2 separate regions of the Mus musculus genome follow, and region 1 is linked to region 2. Evidence: chromatin contacts called from public HiChIP or PLAC-seq data. All regions are on one chromosome and are shown on one strand. Each heading gives the region's core, a stretch centred on a gene start, on an enhancer-like site or on the middle of the called end of the contact. The rest is flanking DNA. Distances are from core to core; before and after follow the strand shown. Region 1 has its middle 47 kb from the start of Gm45913. Region 2 overlaps Tmem150c (transmembrane protein 150C).

What was found. HiChIP or PLAC-seq counts read pairs in DNA pulled down with a chosen protein or histone mark.
Region 1: a contact with region 2 is called in an H3K4me3 HiChIP or PLAC-seq map of embryonic basal ganglia, with 4 times the contacts expected there. The contact joins two enhancer-like sites. A contact is called at or near these places in 4 of 115 datasets of contacts at active chromatin or transcription factors (embryonic basal ganglia, embryonic forebrain, embryonic stem cells and 1 more).

The regions. Positions count from the first base shown.
Region 1 is chr5:100,347,956-100,351,773 of GRCm38.p6, forward strand. No RefSeq gene overlaps it. Among named protein-coding and RNA genes, the nearest start is that of Gm45913, 47 kb to the left of the region's middle. Within about 2 kb of position 1,741, at least 53 of the 459 cell types and tissues checked have an H3K27ac peak or open chromatin away from gene starts, as enhancers often do. A contact at or near this core is called in embryonic basal ganglia and embryonic forebrain, where this site is marked.
Region 2 is chr5:100,089,921-100,093,329 of GRCm38.p6, forward strand. It overlaps Tmem150c (transmembrane protein 150C), which reads right to left. Exons shown (of 8, transcript NM_001382851.1): 3 at 3,139-3,192; 4 at 3,015-3,047; 5 at 2,847-2,914. Tmem150cos (transmembrane protein 150C, opposite strand) reads left to right here. Exons shown (of 5, transcript NR_045993.1): 2 at 2,193-2,296; 3 at 2,390-2,469; 4 at 2,994-3,091. Among named protein-coding and RNA genes, the nearest start is that of Tmem150cos, 14 kb to the left of the region's middle. Within about 2 kb of position 1,486, at least 60 of the 459 cell types and tissues checked have an H3K27ac peak or open chromatin away from gene starts, as enhancers often do. A contact at or near this core is called in embryonic basal ganglia and embryonic forebrain, where this site is marked.

The DNA of each region.
Region 1 (3,818 bases), core at 491-2,990, 260 kb after region 2:
AAAGAAAAAAAGAAAAAAAGAAAGAGAGAGAGAGAAAGAAAGAAAGAAAGAAAGAAAGAAAGAAAGAAGAAAGAGGAAGGAAGGAAGGAAGGAAGGAAGGAAGGAAGGAAGGAAGGAAGGAAGGAAGGAAGACAAAAAAGCAGACAAATTAGTAGTTTACATGTAGCTGCACACTATCCTCCACATATAACAGCGTTTAGGAGGACAGGGCCTGCTTAGTGAGGTCCCCAAACGATTGCCCAGGGAAATGAAGTCAGAGACAAATGCTCTGCCATTAACCAGGCTTTCTGACACGCAGAGGGTTTCCCACAGCGGGGTGGGGGACCTGGCTGCAAACCTCACCCTCCAGAGGAAGCCCTCACCCCAGCTAAGTGAGGGAAGGACTTCATGAGTGGCCCCAGAAGGTGGGGTGTTCCATGTGGAACGAACAAACAGCAGGCCCAACTTTGGCTGCATTGCTTCACTTCGTTCCAGTTGCAGCCTGGTTCTTGTGGTCTCGTGCCGGTCCCATGGTATAGCTGGAGACACTAAGGAGAGGGAGAAGGAGTTTTTGGCCCTGGCTACATTTTCTGGGCAGACTTCCAGGCCCAGACCCTCTGCCCTCAAAGTCCACACTCTTTGTTTGTTTGTTTGTTTGTTTGTTTTCAAAACAGGATTTATATATAGTTGTCAGGTCTGCAGATCACTCTATAGCCCAGGCTGGCTTTGAACTTACAATCCTCCTGTTTCCACGCCAACAAGTGCTACAGGCATGTCCCTGGCTTGAAGCCCATACTCTTAACCACAAGACTTTGTCATTTCAGTGAAATGTAGGGCAGAAGGACCAGAAGGTAGAGAATACAGAAAGTCGGAATAAATGCAGGAGAAAATGCCACCCGAGCACACTTTCTTTTGTAGATCCTTTAAAACAAAACAAAACAAAACAAAAAAACCCAAACAAACAAACAAAACCAAAACAGGCAACACACCTGTGTCTGTCACCTTTCGCCCAATGTATCACTGGCTTTTCCGAGCAATTGTTACGTCACAATTGTGCTCAAATATTTGAACTTAAAAATTTTAAAGCCATGTCTCTCCTTGATTTACAATTACACAAAGTCCCCTCTCCCCTTGTCCCCATTTCTTTGGAGGTAAAATAGATAGGATTGAGTGGCTGTCCTTGGCGAGCACTTTGACATATGCCCCGTAGCCGGCATATGTATTACTACTCTTGTTGGTTTGTTTGTTTTTCCAGAGACAAAGAAGCTGAGGTTTTCAATTATAAATAGAAGAATCTAAAGCTGCACTAACCAGTAAGGTGGGGATTCCGGCCCTGGTTCTCTCTCTGCAGCTTTCACTTCTTCATTACAGAGTAGTCCACCACGACCTTCCTCAGGTTTTTCTTTTAAGTTAATAATGTCAGCCTCAAGCTATAGTTATACTTTCTGGGACTATTCACCCAGCAAAAATGCACACTGTCACCTCTGGTTCTGCTGTAATCTGCTGGCTTCTATCCTTGTCCCTATTAAAAATGCAGGGGTTGCTCTAACAGCCTGGGACTGGCAGGCCTTCAAGGGAGGCGTGGTCCCTGCTTTTCCGTTTTTAGCGCTTTCATTGATCATTAAAGGTCTCTCTTAAGTGATGACTTGGGAGAAGGGAGGTAGGCAAACAAGTCAAAGCTGAGAGCCTGAGAGATCCAAAGAAATCATCCCGCCCTGTATCTACAGCAACTGTTATTGTCTGTGCTCTCTAGACTAGGATGACATCAGCCAAGTAGCCTGTCACTCAAGCATAATGACCCTCCACTTCCGGTACTGCTGATCACTTGGAAGAAGGAAAGAGGAAGATGGAGAGAAAGAGAAGACTTTGAGGAAAGGAGGGGGTACAGAGGGCTTGTGCCCATCCCTTTTGGGGAATTTTGAGAAGGAGCCTTTATTTCCAATGCCGAAACAAGAGAGGAAGTTGAGCTGAGCTCTGTGCCCATCCGATCATGCTCAGGGAAGCCTTTCAGGGTCTCACTAAAGGCAAGGGGCCAGCATCAGGTCCAACAATACTGTTAGCATTTTGTCTAAACTCCACCCCCCCCCCACAGTTACCTAGCAACAGCCAGATAAGCCTGGCCCACTATAAAAGGGACTGCTATGACCGCTGTGGTTACTTAATGCCAACCAAGAGCCAGGCACAGCACTGTGGGCCTGATGCGTTTTATATATATATATATATATATATATATATATATATATATATATATATATATATATAACATATATATATATAATCTCACTTAATTTATCTTCATAGTTTTTATGAGAATGTGGTATTAACATACTCATTTTTACAGGTGGGAAACACAGGCTCTCAGATGTGAATTTGTCCAAGGCTGTGCAGCTGATACAGATTCAGGGATCCCATGCAGAGCTGCCTGTCTGCTAAGCCTTGCTTACCCGAGGAAGCCTGCAGGGAAGAGAGAGATGCTCTGTCTTTGGGTGCTTCTGATGCTCTGGGAGGCTCCTCCACAACCTGAGGGACTCAGTGGAAAAGAAGCCAACAAAGACAATGAACCCCAAGGTCTGGGTGCAGCTTGTTCATCTTTACGGCATTCTCAGAGATGGACTGTGGCATCAGCCAGTCCGAAGACCTCTCCCCTCTGCCATTTTTGTCCACCACACTCCTTATCTTCCCTGCCACAGACTGAAGCTCACTCCAGCTATCCACTCTAGACAACCACTGCTTCCAGCACAGAGGGGCACCAGGGACTCCTGTATCTGCCTTCACAGTGGCTATGTGTATTCTGGGGCACAGTAAAAGGCAGGTGCCATTGAGAGGAATGAGGGCAAATTACTCCATTGCATGCTTGGTACTGCACTGCATGCATGGAGCCTCACTGCATGCTTGGTACCACACTGCATGCTTGGTACTGCACTGCATGTGTGGTGCTGCACTGCATGCATGGTACTGCACTGCGTGCTTGGTGCCGCACTGCATGCATGGTGCCGCACTGCATGCATGACACTGTACTACATGTGTGGCACTGCACAGCATGCATGGCACTGCACTGCATGTGTGGTACTGCACAGCATGCATGGTGCTGCACTACATGTATGGTATTGCACAGCATATGTGGTATTGCACTGCATGTGTGGTACTGCACTACATGTGTGGTACTGCATTACATACATGGTGCCGCACTGCATGCTTGGTACTGCACTGCATGCGTGGTACTGTACTACATGTGTGGCACTGCACAGCATGTGTGGTACTGCACTGCATGTGTGGTATGGCACTGCGTGTGTGCTGCTGCACTGCATGTGTGGTACTGCACAGCATGCGTGGCACTGCACTGCATGGAACTGCACTGCATGCATGGTGCCACACTGCATGCATGGTACTGCACTGCATACGTGGTGCCACACTGCATGCTTGGTACCACACTGCATGCTTGCTATTGCACTGCATGTGTGGCACTGTACTACATGCATGACACTGAACAGCATGCGTGGTGCTGCACAGCATGTGTGGTATGGCACTGCATGTATGGTGCTGCACTACATGCATGGTACGTACGGCACTGCATGTGTGGTACTGCACTGAAGAACAAAACATTATGCTGGAGTGAGTGAGATGACTCAGCACATAAAGACACTAGCTGCCAAGCCTGAAAACCTGAGTTCCATACCAGGACCTCACATGTTGGAAAGAGACAACCGACTCCTGCTAGTTGCCTCTCACCTCCGTTTTCCAGTCATGGCACATGCACACTCACACAGTATACATCCACATACTAAAAAGTGAAAACAAAAATCACTATGTCTCCATGGGGTGTGGTTAGGAGACTCTGA
Region 2 (3,409 bases), core at 236-2,735:
TCTTTCTATCTATCTTTCTATCTATCTATCAATCTATCATCATCATCCATTTATCATCTATCTCCCACCCATTACAGCTACTTTGACCAATAGATATACTTACAACTTGGAAAATAGTTACTTTATGTGTTTTTCCTGCATGTATGTGTACCATAGATATGCAATACCTGCAGGGTTCAGAAGAGGAGGTGTCAGGTGCCCTTGGGACTGGCTAGTTTCGAGCCACTATGTGGATCCTGGGACTTGAACCCCCGTCTTCAAGAAGAGCAGCCAGTGCTCTTAACATCTGAGCCATCTCTCTATCCCCTAATAGGTTAGTAAGTATACTTTTAAGTTTCATTAAAAATGACTGACTTGGGGGCCAGTGAGATGGCTTGTGAAGACACTTGCCACTAAGCCTGAGAACCTGAGTTCAATCCCCAGGTCTTTCATGGTAGGAGAGCACTAACCTCTGAAAGTTGTCTTCCGACCTTCACATACATGTGACATGTGTAAACTACCTCCCCCGCCCCCAAACAAGATGTAATGAAAGAAATTTATATTTGTATTAAACAGCTTTAGAATGAGAACTTTAAAACCTACCCCTCTGCTATTTTGGGACCTACATAAGTTGTTGTTGTTGTTGTTGCTGTTATATGGGAGTCCCCTCTCTAATTTTCCTCTCTATAAAAGATCACAATTAGAAACATAGCTGACGTTGAAAAATGAAATGTCTAAGGACTGATTGGAGTTTTCCAGTCGGGGAACTCAGAATAACATTTCCCCGTCACAATCCTCAGCTGGCACGCGGCTGACTTCTGTTTTGTTAATTCTACTGTTTATCCATCAGCGATTCCTATTTATGGCTGCGGGAAAGCACAGCAGCCAGGATGCTCTGGCTGAAGGGGGGTGGGAGGGCGGCTGCTGTTAGGTGGCTGGGATCACTTAGCTATTTGCAGTACCCTCTCATCCTCCCCAGGGCAAGGTAATGCTCTTTTTAACACATTTGTCTTGGGTCCTTGCCCCCAGTGGAGAGGAAAGTGTACATTCAGGACAGAGAAGGCAGCTAATTCTGTGAAGAGAATAACCGAGCATTTAATCTTTGATTAGTCTGTCAAAAAGATAAAAGATCCCCGCTAACTAATTTTAATAAGTGCCACATGGACTCTCTTTCAGATTATAAATTACTGCCTATACGGCTGTCAAAAGCAGCGACTTTATAAGCAGTGAAAGCTATTTTTAAAGGCAGCTGGAGAGCTTAAAGTGATAGCTTGAGGTCTACTGGGGACCAGCCTTGGGGAGAAGAAAGCAGCTACCATACACAACAATAATCTTTAAAGAAAAAAAAAGATTCTTTTCCACTCTCAGTTGATAAATAAGTGACTGCGGCGTTGCTCTCACTGAACACCAATCTCAATCAGTTTTTGCGTCCACCAGCTGGCATCAAGCATGATGATTGGTAACAACGGCTGAACACAGACCACTCTGACACCTTCCAGCAAAGGCTGGTAAAAGCTTACTTGTTCTTCTAGGCGCAGGGAGAGCCAGAGAATGAGGGGACGATGCACCTGGAAGAGGGTGTCGTTTGCACAGCTTGCTTCTGCAAATGCTTTTATAATTTGTTAATCGCAGGTTTTGTGACCACGGGACACGTAAGTTGTTGCAAACTGGCAGTTTTTAGAGCCTATCCCAAAGACTACTGGGACGTATCAATTTGTGCAGAGTATACCAAGGAAATAATGTGGAGCTTCGCGGCATGCTCGCTGGTTTCCTTGAAGCCCCGTGGAGGACAGCTGTGGCAGCCTTTGCGAGAGGGAAAGCTCCTGTGTACTGTGAGGAAATGAGGCAGAGATGGGAAAACACTCAGCCATGGGTCTGGAGCAGAAATCACGGCTGCCAATGTCTGTGCTGAGCCCCCGGGAGATGCTCAGGGCTGAGGCTGGCAGCCTATAGGCCCGCCCACACGCTGTGATCCGGTGATCACAGAGGGTCTGCGGGAGGCCTCGGCGCAGCTGTTCAGGTTCACCGTTGGGGCTTTGTGCTCTGTTAACTGCGAGCGTTTGTTAGTAGCCATGTAGGCCATGAGTGAATGGGTTTACTGGATTATTTCTTTATTTACTTGTTTATTTATAGACAGGGGCTCTCAATGTAGCCCAGGCTGGCCAGGAACTTACTATGTAGACCAGGCTGACTTCAGTTGCTTCTGTTCTCAGGGTTTAAAGGCACATGCGTGGGTGTTTTTAGAAGAGCAGGTGATATTCAACAAGACGAAGAACATGGCTGCTTTTCTCTGTTCCCAGAGGACTGGCAGGGTTGTGTAAGTACTTTCAGATCCTCAGGGGCAGGATGTTAAAGGAGGATTTTGGGCTCCAGAGAAATGGTACTTTTCGTGAAACCTATGTTTTCACAGGGCAGCCTGATGTATGTGGGCACACAGGAGGATGCCGTGCTAGGGTCAATGTTAAGGGAGATATTCATCACAGAGCCTACGTACGTACCCGTCTTCGCCAAGGAAGGAATAAATAAGGCATCCTTTTCAAAGCAACCACATGCCACCCTCTTACAGTCTCAGCAAGATTTTATGACACGTGAAATATGCTATCTCGCGCAGCAAAAGAAATAAAGTTCGGAGTATGAAGGAAGAGATGAGCACCATAAAGGAAGGAGGGCTGGAGGGAGGCAGGGGGGATGCAAAAGGATTTACGAGGGGGAAAACGGGCCCTTAAAACAAAAGCTGCCTTCAGCATACTGACTTGACTTGACACTAAATTTCAGCCAGGTACCCCATTGTTTTGATAAGGATTTAGGAAGATTTAAAGCAGAGATGTATCAGAGCACAGGAAGCTCTCTGTCCCTGCTCCTCTTACCTAGGAAGGCGGCCATGTTCATTACTTGACTGAACACACAGCTCGCAGGAGGGTCGTCACCTGCAAAACTGGAAGAGGGGAAAGCCTTAGGGTCCGGCTGTCCCCGTCTGTAACTTGGTGCATCTGACATGCACTTTCCTTAAACAGGCCAGGCAGACTCAGAGTTACCTGATGTATGGAGCATGCTTCGCACCCGATTTCCTAGATGACAAAGCACAGAGGCACGGATTAGGACAATGTCACTGGTAACTCTGGGGGAACAGTGAGTGCATTCTCTAGAGGAAATCTTTACCTTGCAGCTGAATTTAATGGCAAAATTTTGTCATCTTCCACGGCTATAAAGTACCTAGCAAGAGAAAATGACTACTTTAAAAATTTTAAAACAAACAAACAAAACCCTAAGAATTGTTTGTCAATTTAATTGGGTTAAATGTCTAATTTATCTATATCATGCCATATCTATTATTTTCTAACTAAGAAAACTTTTTTTTTTTCGTTTTTTGTTTTTTTGAGACAGGGTTTCTCTGTATATAGCTCTGGCTGTCCTGGAACTCACTCTGTAG